Regions from separate parts of the Mus musculus genome. Here region 2 is linked to region 1. A link is a contact called in public HiChIP or PLAC-seq data. All regions are on one chromosome and are shown on one strand. Each heading gives the region's core, a stretch centred on a gene start, on an enhancer-like site or on the middle of the called end of the contact. The rest is flanking DNA. Distances are from core to core; before and after follow the strand shown.

Region 1 (4,669 bases), core at 991-3,490:
TAGGCACTGGACTATGGTCATTGGAAACCAGGCTGAGCTGTTATGAAAATCAACCCAGGATGGATGGATTATTTGACACCCACAAGTGGCTATCACCATATCAGGTCCCTGTGCCAGGTCCTGGGGAGACCAATAGTGTGGTAGGACCTAATAATCAAGCCATCATGGGAACAATTGTGGCAGCAGGTGGCAGCCATCTCCCAGTACACAGCAGAGTAAACTCGGTAAATGATGATTGCTGTTTATATATTCATACTTGGTTAAGATCCTTCAAATTCAGGGACAGAAACAGATCTAGTTAGAGCTAGCAATGAACTTTTATCAAGACGTGTAAATATGAACAACAATTTGGGGGCAGGACAGCTGGGCTTAGATCTTACTCACTTTGCTTTTTAAAATTTCTTCTTTTGGAAAAAACACAAGTGATTGAAATCCTTCTGTCCTTCAAGGTGACACCACAAGGACACAAACAAAAGCTCAGCTTGTGTCATTTGTAGTTCCACCCCTGAATGCACAGGTAGTTATTATTTGAGCTTGTGCTTTAAAAAAAATACAGTGTTATATGTGAAATGATTAATGGAGAAATGTATCCTATTATCTGGTAATTGTTAGTTTTTCATTAACAGTGATAAGTTTCCTCACAGAGCATCATGGCCATGATGTCAGCTCTGTTTTCTGCTATTCTGGTGTTGCCTGGTCTCTCACCTTTACTCCTAATGTGTGTTCATCCACCAGCCTGGACCTCACAGAGCATTAACAAGGAAAAAAAAAGTTCACTCTCTTCTTCCTTCATCCTCCCCAGAGTACCTGAAATGGCATGATGGTAGGTGTGGGGACAAAGTCAAAGTCAAAGGGAAGTTGAAATTCAGAGGACTGGAAATACATCAATAGGTCCTCTCCTTCCCACGTGACCTTCAATGGGGAAAAAGGACCACCTGGGCCTCACTCCATCCCAACTTCATGGAGCATGATTCTTGCCTAGACTAAGGTGTCACCTTCGTACCTTACCTTCCCTCTGTCACTCACTTTCCTGCATCCATTCCTTCCTGTGGCATTCATGAAGGTGGGGGTGGGGCATAGAACATGTCTTTCCGAAGGAAGTAAGTCATTTCACACAAGTGTGTGTGTGTGTGTGTTCATTTCCAAAATCCATAGAATTTTATTACAATTGTTAGTGCACATTTGGTGAAAAAGCTGACTTAGGGCATATTTCTCCCTTGAAGCTGAGGTGTAAACACCATAGAGGAAGGGGAGGTCAAACGGGGAAGACCCCATCAGCTCCTGAATCTATCAGATCCAAGACATTCTGGAGGGCCAACTGAGGACCCCCCACCATAAGTAAGTAGACAAAAGAGGTGAGAGAGAATTGAGGTGAGCCCTGGGGTGGTGCAGAAGGCCTGGCTTTCTCCTGGGTCTGTGTTTACTGACTCCTAAAAACCGACAGAAGCCCTAGGACCCCAGATCTAGAAACACGCAGGGAGCACATACAGACACAGTTCCATCTACAGTTTCCAAGGGACCAGCTCTCCTGGGAGGCCCCTGCAATGCCAGTGCTAAGGCTGGCAGTGGGAGTGGGAGTTGGGGTAATCTGAACACCTAAGGTCCTCTTCCTTTGACCTCAGGCAGATATACCTCTGTCTTGACATTCTAGTTAATTCTGCTTCTGCCTGGTTTCAGAGCAACCCCTGGCACTGGCCAATCCAGGAGTTTCCGGTGTTGTGGGTGTTCTCAGTGTTCCTTCAGCTCTCAGATTTGCAGAGATAGCAACACCTGATATCCTGGCCACCAAAGAAGACTAAGTCACCCCAGGAGGCTAGCAAGGCAGTGAGCCAGGGGAAGAGGTAAAGGGACTCCAACTCAGCCAATCAACTCAGCCCTGCTCAGCCTGTCTGCCCATTGGTGTTTGGAGCCAGCTACCTTGCCTGGTGCCCTAGAAAATCTCTCTCTGCATCTGTGACCTCCCCCCACCATGCATTTTCATCTAAACCAGGGGTTTTGAATTCTTCCCTGACTGGCTTTTCCTGGCTATGTCCCATCAACTCGGGAGCTATCCATCCCTTGTCCCCAGGACCCTTACAACCCGGACCCCTGGGTCTAGTCACAGCAGGTGCGGGCTGGGATTGGAGTTGGCCAGAGAGGGAGGGGTCGGGTGAGTGGGGGGCAGGATTTGGAGAGGGTGTGACGAGCCTGGAGGAGGGGCTAAATACAGTCAGGAAGCCTGTTAAAGAAGCTCTGTGCTCCAGCACGGCAGAGAGCGCCTGGAGCCGGAGGGGAGCGCATCGGTGAGTCAGGCTTCTCTGAGCCGAGCCCCGATACGGGTGCAACGCGGTGCGGCGGACTGGGGTTGCCGGGCTCCCTGGGACGGTGTGCTTGGATCCCTGTCTAGCTAGATCTTTGTGGGCTGAAGCGCACCCTTGAAAGAACTGTCCCGAGTAGATGTAGGAACACGAGATCGTGGGCACGCAAGGGAAGCGAAGGGAGTGAGGGTCTCCCTGGTCGTGAAATTCCCTGTTCCTGGATGACCAGAAGTACCAAAGTCAACACTGGCGCCTGCAGAAGCTGCATTGCCCAGCCTGAGCTCTCAGGCTAGAAGGGGACAGCGCTCAAGAGAGCCTGGAGTGAGGGATGCGCGCGCTGCGAGCGCGCTGGGGTGGCGGAACAGTAGCCCGCGCGCGGTAGAGGGCGAGTGCACAGCACGCCGACTGGGCAGTGCTCACAGACCCAAGAGCGCCTCTCTGCTCCTAGGTAAGAGGACTGTCAGCCAGGGTGATCTAGACTCGGTGTTTGTAGCAGGGTTCAGAGTGTAATATTGTGGGTACCAAGGGTTGATTCTGGAAGCTTGGGTTCCAAGTGCCGAGCACCAGGGTCCTCGGTGGGGCCTGCTGGGCATCCCAAGGCATAGCCTTACTGCTTGGGTCACCCAGTACATTCAGCTGTCTGCTGCCAGGTGTGGCAGAGGCTGGCACCCGGGATTGGGAAGGGCAGCGGTCGCTCTTGGGTTCAGGCAGAGAAGCTGCAGGGGAGGGAGAGAGGATTCTGGGGTCAGGGTGTTGAAACTTGAATCCAATGTAAACATAAGGCGTCTTTAGCACCGTTTGATTACAATGCTCTTGCTTTCCTAAAACTTTCTGAGATTCATAAGGAAGGTGATTTTTGGCTTGACCTTTCTCATCAGGTTTACTTCAGAGAGTCAAGAAGAGCCTGCTTGTTAGGCTGGTTTTTCCAAGTTGTTCCAGACTGGAAATTGTGCAGTTTGAAGGATAATTTATGGGTCTTTCGTGCGTTAAAGTGTATTACTACGAAGTCTTTTGGGTGCTGTGGGTATTAAGGAAAACTCAGTGCACGTTCCCAGCTGCAGACCAAAAATACTGCTCTCCTGGGTGCCTCTGCCCCCATCTATCATGGGAGGCCAATGGAAACCCTGGAGAAAAGCCATTTGATGTATTGCCCCCATCCTCCCAGAGTCCTCTCTGGCAGTACCAGTCTACTCTCCCCATAGGCATGGCCAGCTGAACTTTGCAAACTCAGAACTAGCCACAGAGGTCCCATCCATAACGTCTCCTCAGGGTCTCGAACTCCTGAAACTCAGTTATAACTGATGAAAAGGGCTGCCTGCCCCTCTCCCAGCAGTTCAGAGGGCAGTGCAGTCGCCCTTACCACCCTGCTTGGCCAGTGTAACAGTTCTCTACCAAATGAAACTTCCCCTCTCTCCAGAGTCACGGGCCACATTCGGTTTTCGTCTGCTGAGTAAGCCATGTGTCAGCCTGGCAACCTGAATTACTAACTCATCATAGATGGTATTCCCAGAGGTTCACAGGGGACACGCAGCTGGAGGAGAATGTGGTCTGGGGGATGAGGCCAGCATGGCTGGTAATGACATGCAGAAGACTTGACTGTCCCTTGTGCTGGGTCCTTGAAAGAGGATGGGGTTAATGACACATCTCTGCACTTTCCCTCATCCCAAGAAAATGTTAAGGGTCCCAGGTGTCAGAGGTCAGGGTCTCTGTGGTGTGGGACACATGATTTGACAGACTATCACAGTGACTCAGAAGGTTTAATAGTCAGCCAAACTCACTGTCATGCCTGGATAGCCACCTGCATATCAAAAAGTTTGCAGAGCTGAGTTTGTTCAGGACAGTCATCCTCATGCTGGTGGCTCTCAGTTCTTTCCTTTTAATCTTTAGCAAAGAACGGGCTCTCACATTCTCCTCTCACCCACCTTACAGCCCCCGCCTCCTGAGGGCAGTGGGAGGAAAGGATGAGGCACCACACTCCATTCTCCTCCAGGGAGAATTCTGTGCTGGGACCAGAAAGGGGGCCCCAGCTGCCAACATCAGCATGGAGACCAGGGCAGGGCAGGGCAGGGCTGGAGCCCCAGGGAAGTTTCTCATCGCTACTGAGATTGAGCTGATGAGAAAATCACATACTTCTAACCAAGTGCTAAGCATGACAGCTGCTCACTTGTGGAGCACAGGGCCTCAGAACTGCAAAAAAACAGAGCCCAGGCATGCAACGAAGCGGTGCCTAGACCCCACACAGCAGTAACAGGCTGAGCCAGGGACCTGGCCATTTGCCTTCTCCAAATAAGAACTGCCAAGCACCTCAGTATCTTAGCAGGCCTTCCAGTGTGATGAAGTAGGTTTTGCTGAGGATGTATACAAAATCTCTG
Region 2 (4,669 bases), core at 1,419-3,918, 190 kb after region 1:
AACTCATATCTTGGTATCAACAGTATATTTTGTCCTTAAGGAGTTAGAGAGAGAACTGGACACAATGCCATGTCTTTTGCAATGTATTATGGAAGCCTGCGGGGGTCCCATCTCTTTCCACCAGCTGTTGACTACAAGGTAGCACTCAGTGCCCAGGGATGACGCTTGAATACAAATTGAGCCCTTGCCATCATGAAAAGAGCTAGGTTTTAGGGGTGATTTGTTTAAAAGCCAGATCATAAATCAACTGTCAGTTTTTCTTTCTTCCAGGCCTGGCAAGCTCACCTTTACATTGAATTAATCGCATCTGAAACTTGACCTCGAAGCCCCACCCCTCCCCCTGGCCTGTTGGAAACATGTGCACGGGGCCTTGCAGTCAGTGCAGCAAGAGCTTAAATTGTTCCACATTTTTAATAAATGAGCCAGGAACCCATGGGACAACTCCCATTGACCCCAGCACTCGACATATTGATCAAATGAAGAAGGCAGAGTCAGATTGGCAGTGACCAGATTTGAGGGAACAGTTACTAAGCGTGGCAGGCCCATGCCTGGACAAAACTGATCCACACTCTCCATCGAGGCCAGAGCGCCTCTCAGCCTTCAGAAAAGCTCAGAAATATTAACTGCCAGTAACAGCTCAGCTGGGGAGGTGGGGAGGGGCAGGGCAAAGGGACGAGAGGAGAAGAAGGGAAGGAAGGCAGGCAGGACCACCTGCCAGAGATGGAGGAGCCTTTGCAATCTGCACAGAGCCAGGTCTCTGGGACTTCTGCCATCTTCTTCCTTCTCTGATGCTAAAAAAAGAAATTTGATGGCAAAAAAAAAAAGTTTGGAGTTTGCTGTAATGGGGCCTAGGAGTCCATGGCATAAGTCAGCCTGAGTGAGAAGCCCACAGTGACACTGGAGACAGGCTTGGCATGGAGATCGGCTCCTCTCCAAGGAGCTAACACTTTTTGGCAAGAAACAAACGGACATGAAAATCGATGTGGCAAGTGGCTACTCTAGGCCAGTGCCAGAATCTGGAATGTAGCGTAGAGCAAGCCACAGAATCCCATTCCCTCACACACAGTCCAGCCAGGCAGGTGATGCAGTGGCAGAGACGTGACAGGGACTAAGAGAATCCATGGGACCACAGAATCCACGGGAATACCACCTTAGATGCACATGCTTGGCAACATTCCCCATAGAAGCTCTCCATACAGGCTGAGGCCAAGGACGCACGGGACAGGGGTCGTCTGCAGGGCTGTCAGAAGAGGGACTGACATGTATACAAGCTTGGGGCCAGAGAAAGTAGAGTGCCCTTGGGAACCAAGAGAATGACTTTACAATGCAGAAAACAGAACCAGCAGGGGAGCCGATGAAATTGAACAGCCTTGACAGTCCCAAGCCGCAGGTAACTAACAGGAGCTTAGACATAGGCACCAGCACAGAGCTGGGGTACACAGAAAAGGGAGCAACGGAATTCCCTGAGCATGGCCAGAAAATGCTTTGCAATGAGCAGCCTGCTAAAGAATGACTAAGGTTTGCTCCAGATGTGAGAAGACTGCTTCAGAGGGAGGAAGCCGAGTATGCAAAGGCAGTGTGGCTCAGGCAAGAGTAACTTTATACTCTCTCCAGTCCCAGGTGAGATCCTGGATGAGCAACACATGCTATGCCAGGTTCTCTGAGGCTCAAAATACGGGGTCTTAAGCCCCAAGAAAGGTGGAGGGAACACGCATGGAGTCCACGATCCTTCAGCCCGGGGACCCTCCTGCAGAGAACAACCTGTATCCAATATTCAGAACCATAGGCCGGTCAGCTGGAGTCACATTAGGGGGACAAGGAAAATGATCCCTTTCTAGAGAGGCCTTCATACGCCAGCAGTCATGGCCCTGGTCAGATATTGCGTAGAAACACCACCCAGAAAAGGATCCTCGGAAATCATGCCAATTCAATCAGCACAACTTGGTGTGTGATGTTCCAGACAGAGATGTTACAGAAATGTCACATTTATTCTTCTATCACCCTCATAGAGGAGGTTAATTTACAAGTGAGAAAAATGGCAGTCAAATATCCTGCCCAAGGCTCGGCATGATTAGTAAGTGAGAGTGAGAAAGGTCCGAGGACTTTCTGGGCCATATTTCCCTGCTGGTACTACACCGTTGCCCTAGACATGCACACATGCACATGCACACACACATACGCACGTGGAGGCAGAGGGCTGAAGAGTCTCCAACTGAAACAAATTCTACATAAAGCAAGTTCCGGACAGCCCTCAGAGGCACTTCAAATCTGTATCACTCCTCAGGCAGGCACCCCAGCACCCCACATGCATGTATGAGAATAGAAAAGTTGTGGATGAACAATTAGAATAAAGAAGCTGACGACGGGTATCTCAGAGAAAACCGACTAACAGGCTAAGATCCTAATATGGCTGGCCTAATCTCTAGCACAGATGTCCCAAAAGGCTGAACTGACCTGGAGAATTAAAGATAAGACATGGAGAAAGTGGCCCTCGGAGGTGATCACTCTGAAAATCACCTGTCCTCCAACCACAGGAAGGAACTGCAGAATTTGAACTTGTGAGTCATCCCGTTTATCTGTACCACCTCTGTTGAGTCATTGTTAACCAGTGAGCCTGCCCTTGTGTAAGGTGTGTGTTTGCATCTGGGCCCACACATTCAGCAGACAGCACCAGCCAGGGTGACTCATGAGTCCTCACATTTTGTCACCATTAAGTCTTGTCAGAGATTCTCTATGCTTGTCTGACTCCAGAGAGAATGTTTTTCCACAAACGGGAAGCCAGGGCGCAGGACGGGAAACCCCTCCACCAGCTATGTCTGAGTGTGTTCATCTCTCCTCAGAGTTCATCCACCAACTGCCCCCTCTTCCTTCTGCTGTCTTCAGCTTCTGTCAGTTCCTAGAAGATTGGCAGGAAACATAGTTTCACTGCGGGCCATCACTGTCTATTTCAAAACTCTTCAGGGTCTCAAAAGATCCCTGGTTCCTCTCATACACTCTTCTGAAAGTCTATTCATAGTCTTTGCCAATGATGTCATTCCTCACAGGAAAACCAAATGCACATCTTCACATGTTACTCACTGCCCAAAACCCTCCCATCTTCTACCATACACAGACCTGTAAATGTTGGTTTCCTCCACACACACACCAAATGTTATGTCTCTAATAATGTCCACTGTGTTTCCAGTCACACACAAGTCAAGCGGAACAGGTAAAATGTGGTCACAGCTGAGCAGTCCAGGGATGAGACCCAACCTAACCCGTGTCTGTCTGGATCACCTTCCTGGGATATTATGAACAGACTTGCTCAGGAATGACAATCTTAGCATCTGTGCCTTCCACAGGTAAATTGAAAGCTGAGGTGAGATGGGGAGACGGGAGCTGCTTCCCCAAGCCATAACCAGGAAAGCCCAAACAGTGGGTCCATGGTAAGGGGAGATAAAGCTTACCTGAGAAGTGGGGCTGAGAGAAAACCCACTCACTCCTGAGTCCCTAGGGCTTAGAACCCAGAAGGTGCTCTCCCCGGTGTTAGCCCTCAAGCATGGAAGGCAGTAGATGAAAGAGTTAAATGTCCACTTACATTGAAAAAAAAATATGACTGAAAATGTCTGAGTCACAGAGTACCTACAATCATATACTATTTCAGAAATGGTTTTTCCTGTACTCATAAAATGTCCTCCTCCAAGTTCTTCATCTTTACCTTTAGTGTGAGTTCCTGGGTCTCCCCGGATCCATCTTCTGCATTACCAGACATCCATTTCCAGAGTGTCAACACAGTTTTCTGTGGATGTTGTTTGGCATTATTTTTAAGTCAATCCCAGGATGTCACTACATGCCACAGAAAGAAGTGACAGAGACACAGAAGGCATGGAGAGGGGAAAGGAGGGATGGATTTTTAACTTCAAACGCATTACTCTTTTTCTTCTGCAAAGTTCTTATTCATGGCCTAAAATTGATTCTCCTCTGAGATCTTGCTTACAATTGCATCTGTTACTTGCGATAGGAATATGTATAACCAGCGATTTTTTCCTATAAAATATGTCTAAAGATTTCAAAAACCCTTCGAATGGACTTTGGTTGGGTTTGTTTCAGGCCAGGCCTTAACCGTACCCCTACACTGTCATTCCAATCAACTAAGAGAGAGTTCACTGTGACGGGAGAGCTTTCCAGTGGCATGGAACATTGAGCTGTTCCCTTGGAGCCACTTGGTTAAATCCTTACATGTTGGTATTAGTGTATTCATATGGTATTATAGTCATTACTGTATCTCATTTCAACTGTACAGGCACCACTTGAGGCTGCACTGTGGTTTTTATTCCTCAGATGGTATGATCAAGATCTCCAAGAGATAAGCTTGCCTCAGGCCACACTGTGTATAGGAAGACGGCCAGGTTTTATATATATGTTCATACTATTCTCTTGGCTGGTAGAATATGGATCTGGCCTTCATCTTTACGTGAGGGTTCTTACTTGCACCTGAGCAGTCGCTTGCTTCCCAGATGGATCTTGGCACACCCCTCCCCCTTGTCTAAGAAGGAAAGAAGCACATAGCTACTTTCCTCTGTGAGACAGCAAAGCTCACCAAGTGCCTTGGAGGAAAGCCGAACTATAATCTTACAGAGCAACAACCACCGTGGGCCAGGATTTATGCGTCATTTTATGACCAAAATTT

What was found. HiChIP or PLAC-seq counts read pairs in DNA pulled down with a chosen protein or histone mark.
Region 2: an HNF4G HiChIP or PLAC-seq map of pancreatic cancer cells shows a contact between it and region 1. The contact joins the enhancer-like site here to the promoter of Ngf in region 1. A contact is called at or near these places in 5 of 39 promoter capture datasets (the HPC-7 cell line, the SN4741 cell line, frontonasal cranial neural crest and 2 more), 2 of 484 Hi-C or Micro-C datasets (embryonic fibroblasts and nephron progenitors), 4 of 115 datasets of contacts at active chromatin or transcription factors (the NIH/3T3 cell line, embryonic fibroblasts, heart atrium and 1 more) and 2 of 9 other capture datasets (adipose tissue and liver).

The regions. Positions count from the first base shown.
Region 1 is chr3:102,467,679-102,472,347 of GRCm38.p6, forward strand. Ngf (nerve growth factor) reads left to right here and starts at 2,241. Exons shown (of 3, transcript NM_001112698.2): 1 at 2,241-2,282.
Region 2 is chr3:102,656,908-102,661,576 of GRCm38.p6, forward strand. No RefSeq gene overlaps it. Among named protein-coding and RNA genes, the nearest start is that of Gm40112, 35 kb to the right of the region's middle. Within about 2 kb of position 2,669, at least 32 of the 459 cell types and tissues checked have an H3K27ac peak or open chromatin away from gene starts, as enhancers often do. A contact at or near this core is called in pancreatic cancer cells, where this site is marked.